Regions from separate parts of the Columba livia genome. Here region 1 is linked to region 2. The links are chromatin contacts, called in public Hi-C maps. All regions are on one chromosome and are shown on one strand. The core of a region is the stretch at or near the end of the contact, and the rest is flanking DNA. Distances in the headings are between cores, read along the strand shown.

The links. Hi-C and Micro-C count contacts between places; a contact is called where the count stands out from the background.
Region 1: a contact with region 2 is called in a Hi-C map of crop, with 2.0 times the contacts expected there. The contact joins the enhancer-like site here to the promoter of IFNAR2 in region 2. A contact is called at or near these places in 2 of 2 Hi-C or Micro-C datasets (crop and liver).

What each region holds. Positions count from the first base shown.
Region 1 is chr1:91,873,729-91,876,434 of bColLiv1.pat.W.v2, reverse strand. No RefSeq gene overlaps it. Among named protein-coding and RNA genes, the nearest start is that of IFNGR2, 17 kb to the left of the region's middle. Within about 2 kb of position 1,439, at least 1 of the 3 cell types and tissues checked has an H3K27ac peak away from gene starts, as active enhancers do.
Region 2 is chr1:91,801,740-91,804,459 of bColLiv1.pat.W.v2, reverse strand. IFNAR2 (interferon alpha and beta receptor subunit 2) reads right to left here and starts at 1,445. Exons shown (of 10, transcript XM_065066640.1): 1 at 1,098-1,445.

The sequences.
Region 1 (2,706 bases), core at 190-2,689, 72 kb before region 2:
ATGTTGTTTTTTTTAAAACGGGTATTAGAGGACAGTGACAGTTTTAAGGGTTGAGGGGTGAATTTTTTTGCCTCAGTGGGAAAGAAGATATCTAGGAAATATCATCTGTCATGAAAACAAGAATTTACTAAGGCCACCACCACTCTAATATAATTGGAAAGCCTTTCTCATCAAGATGTGTGTGACATTCACTTGCCAGCTAGCTGCAGTATCAGACATGTGGGCAGCATCAAGAAGATAAGAGTTGATGGTCTAAGAAAAGATCTCTTGCTAGAATACTTGCAGGCAATCTTGCTTCCATTTATAGAAATTTATTTAATATACTCAGTACATAACCAATCGCTTAAGCAAGCCTTCGAAAGTTTGGATTATCTGGCACAGACAGCAATGGCAAATAATCAATTTGTCAAAAAGTGGCACTTCTGATGCCTTGAAATTGTTCCAGCGTAACACTGCACTTCTTAGTAAGGGTGCTATGGATAAGGAAATTTGGGGGAAGGATAAATGGACAGTTAAGAAATGCAGGTTAAGTGTCACAGAATATTCGTTTGTTTTTTTTTTTTTCCTGATGACTATCAAACTGCAACAAGAGTATATTTTTCCTTAAAAATTTACCAAATGGTAGCTTTCATTGCGACACAAGCGTGTCTGTAAGAAATTTTCCAGGCTTACCTGCAACCCTTATAAACTGTAATTTTCAGGAGGATTATGCCAAGCCTGGTACTTCTCTAACTTACCTGCTCAGCAGCACTGAGACTGGTTCTTTTCATGTGGCTGTTTGCCATCTACCTGATGGTTTGAAGTTTTCTGCAATTATACTTTAAATAGGGCCTTGACAACGCATCTGAAAAAACAAAACAAAACAAAAACAACAACAACAACAACAACAAACCAGAACAAAAAGTGTTTTAGTTCCTACCTTAAATGTTTTGCAATACAGTTCAAAAAGAGAGAATCACAGAAGTGTTGAGGTTGGAAGGCACCTCTGGAGGGCATCTGGTCCAACCCCCCTGCTCAAGCAGGGCCACCCAGAGCTGGTGGCACAGGACTGTGTCCAGAGTATCTCCAAGGATGGAGACTCCACAACCTCCCTGGGCAGCCTCTGCCAGTGTTCAGCTATCCTCACTGTGAGAAAGTGTTTTCTGATGTTCAGAGGGAACCTCCTGTGTTTCAGTTGTTGCCTGTTGCCTCTGGTCTTGTCACTGGGCATGTCTCTCTTGTACTGGGAAGCCCAGAATGGACACAACACTGTGTGTGTGGCCTCCCCAGTGCTGAATAAAGATAGATGATTAAAGTAATCAGTCCCTAAGAAAGGCATATATGCCCCCAGACTTACCTACAGTTCTTCATTTACCATTACCAGGTACTACTGTACCTATGAATTGCACCTTAAGTGAAAATCATCACTGGCAGAAAAACCTTGTAGCGATAAGAAGAATGGAACATAGCTATCTATCACAATTCCTCCTTCTACAGATCTCCTCTGCTTCCCCCTACCCAAAAGACATTGAAATTCCCAGTACAGTGAGAAATAATTCTACTGTCACGCATATTCAGATTTTTCTTTGAAATAAAGCCCCAACGTCAAACAGCAGTGAATAACACCTATAAATATGCCAGCTACTTCAATGCCAACTAGCAAAATCAAGTGCTAACAGCATTGCATGAATATCACTCAGTAACACATCCCTACGAGAATGATCTAATATCCCACATTTACCACCAAGGGGGTTCTCTACTGACTATATTTTTATCTGTGTGTTCTTACCCAGGTTGCAACATCAAGCACATGCTTATATAAAAACAATTCTAATAACAAAACCCATTCCAAAAGCAGAAGTCATGGGAAAGTCACAGACCCAAAATGCAAAATCATTACCAGATGCTGCTTCCCTTTCAAGCAATAGTCCCATGACAGGAAACTTCTGCTTCGTCACCCCTCCCCCACAGTGTGTCTTAAAGCTGATTATATTACACATATTCCACAATATCAACATTGGTTAAGTGCTTCTAGTTTCAAAAACATGGTGTTTGATTAACTTGGTTGTGATTCTTACCATCAATACCGACAAGTCAAACTCTATATGGTCCAGTTGAAAGTATTCAATTATTAATGGGGCTGTATCTGATCCCAATGAATAATGTCAGTGAAGAGTCAAATACAGTTCTTCCTCAGACTTCCTCCATACCACATAATAAAGATTAGCTTTCTACTGCTAGAAATATTTTGAACAAAAGAAAGGTCTTATTCTTTAGAAAGTGACTAAAATCCCCTCATTTAAACAAAGTTCCTTTATGCACTGTAATAAACTGCTCTTAGAAGGTGAAGCGTGAAAGTTCTGTCAAATTATTTTTTCTAGTATTTCTGGATACAGCTGAAACATATCAGAATGAGACTGCCTCAGGTATTTGCAAACTTATTTTCCCAGTTTAAATATTAGATATTGAATAAATAGAATTAATATTTCCATCTTAAAGCTCTGGTTTTGCTCTTTCTGGCAACACTGAAAAGAACGAATACAAGATTTTCTGTAGCCCTTCTTATAACCAAGCTTCACGCAACATATATATTAATTAATGCTCATTTGGTTCTACATTCTAAGGAAAACTGTGGATTGCCTGCAGATTATGAATTTTACCTATTTTGGAAACATTCACTATTCCAGAGTGCTGAAACTCCAGGAGGGAAATAAAATCTTGTGTCAC
Region 2 (2,720 bases), core at 196-2,695:
AAAAAAAGCAGGCTTCAAAGTTCTGAAAGTCACTGGCTTGTATTTCACAGAAGTGCCACATCAGTACACAAAACACACTATTCTTTGAAACAAACAGGTGGCATAATTATTTATAGAAATCTACTTATCTGAATATTGAAAGAAAGACACCACAGGAGATGTTTCAGGCGGAGATGTCAGCAGAAGTATGTTTAAGAACTACACAGGTAATACAATGCACAGATTGATGTTCGTACAGAATCCATGTGTGTTAGGGAATCGAACTGTGCGTTGTAATGTTATGCCCGCACTCTATTCCTGGCTTTGCTGGGCGACTTTGGATAAGTCGCTTCTAAGAACATCGAAATCACTTAACCTTAAAAATCCATTAACCAGGAGCAGGTTTTCAATCCACTGCCAGTGGTGCCACCGGTGAGCTGGACATGCCTCTGGAGGAACCACTGCAGGACATGCAACACTTAAACCTATGGGCTCCTCGGCTGCCCTGTGCCCTCCAGCACGGCGCGGGGCCGGGGGGGGGACGACGGCACAGCATTTGCGACAAGCAGCTCTGTCAGAGTCTACGGTTGTATATTTTTAGCTTACAGATTTCTGGTCTTGAGCTACAAGATTACCTGCGTCCAAACCAGCTACAATGCACCTCACAGACTACCGCTAGGGATGATTTTGCATTCAGTAACAGCGCCGAAGAAACCACTCGAATAACCGGCTGTTTTTTACGCGCGGTTCAGCAGATATTAACGCCAAAACGTGCCGCGGGGACACGGGTTCCAGCCAAGAGCGGCCTCCACACACAACTCGCCCGCCAAAGCGCGGACACGGACCCGCCGCCTTTTCAGGAAACCCCGGCGCCGCCGACCGCGGCTCGGGAAGCCGGGCCTGCCGTCCGCAGACACCTCACCTCGCCGATGGAGCACAGCAGGGAACACAGCGCGGCCCGGCCGCGCCCCGCAGCAGTCGGAAGCCACCCCAGCCCTCGCTCCGGCTGCTCTCACGGAGCAGCCCCGACACCCGCACCACAGACAGGCCCCCCCCGCCACACGGGCGACAAGCCACTAATGGAAAGCGGGGGGACGCCGCCGCCATCCAAGCCGTACCTCGCAGCAGACGCCATCCATTCAGCTCCGCTCGGCGCCGGCTCCCCATGGCTCCCCGGCAAGGCCGACGGAGAGGTGGCGGGTGGGGGCGCCGAACGGGAAATGGCGGAGGAGGGGGCGGGTCGCCCCGCCCTCGCCGTCCGGCCGGGGAAGGGGGAATTTCCGTCCGTCGAGGGGCGGTGTCCGGTGGGTCCCGGCGTCAGGGCACCGCTTCACTCATCGAGGGGTGTGCGTCCCGCCGGAGGCTGCCCTGCCGGAGCACAGCTTCTCTCCCCGCACTGACGGGACGCTCTTTCTGCCCTTCTTTCACTTTCCGTGACCTGCCTCGCCACGCCCCCGCCCCACCCCCTGTTAAGTCTCTGATCACAGAGTCACAAAATTATTTGGGTCGGAAGTGACCTCTGGAGATCATCTAGTCCAGCGCAATGATGCTTGTTATGAAGGGAAGTCTCGGCAGAAAGCTGCGAAAGCGCTTGCTGATCCCCTGCCTCCTTTGTGGAGCACGGTGCTGCTCCCCGTGTTTCATAAAAATATTTGCATTAATGGGCACCCGAATGGATGAGGTGGTATCATGGTTTAACCCCAGCTGGCAACTAGGCCACTACACAGCCACTCGCTGACTCACCCGGTGGGATAGCAGAGAGAACTGGAAGAGTAAAAGTGAGAAAATTCGTGGGTTGAGATTAAGACAGTTTCATAGGTAAAGAAAAAGACACGCACACACAAGCAAAACAAGGAATTCATTCACATTGGCAGGCAGGTGTTCAGCCATCTCCAGGACAACAGGACTTCATCACATGTAACAGTGACTTGGGAAGATAAATGACATCACTCTGAATGGCAAACTCTTTCTTCTTTCCCCAACTTCATATGCTGAGCATGACGTCATATGACATGGAATATCCCTTGGGTCAGCTGGGGTCAGCTGTCCCAGCTGTGTCCCCTTGAACTTCTTGTGCACCCCCAGCCCACTCGCTGGTGGGGTGCTGTAGGAAGCAGAAAAGGCCTTGGCTCTGTGTGACCACTGCTCAGTAATAACTAAATATACCTGTGTTATCAACACTGTTTCCAGCACAAACCCAAAACAGAACCCCATACTAGCTACTACCAAGAAATCTAACTCTATTCCAGCCAAAACCAGCACATTCTCCACCCCTTATTCCAAATGGTTTACATCATGGTCAAGTTGCACACTATCCAATACATTCTCTTTAACTACCATCCTGCTTCTGTTCCTTTGATACAATACACAGATACCCTTCCTTTAGTCTGTGAACCAGCCCTATGAAACATCTTTAAAACCCCCACAAATGTCAACAAAATGTCCATTGAGTTCATTTAGTCCATGACTTTGGTCTCCATCTGTTATGCTCATCATTCAGGACAGGAGAGGTGATGTGTTGTGTGGAGTTACTGGGCACTAAAGCTGGCTCAGGTCAGGTCACTGCTGCACTTGCATTGTTCTCAATTGGTTCAAGTGGTTCCTGCTGTAATAATTCCTATAACATGCAACTCAAATCATGGGTTACAACAATTTAAAGGTATTTTCATTACAATCTCTGCCCTGGTCCCTTTGAATGAGACCATGGGGTTTCACATCACAATGAGCTCCTTCCCTTGTCC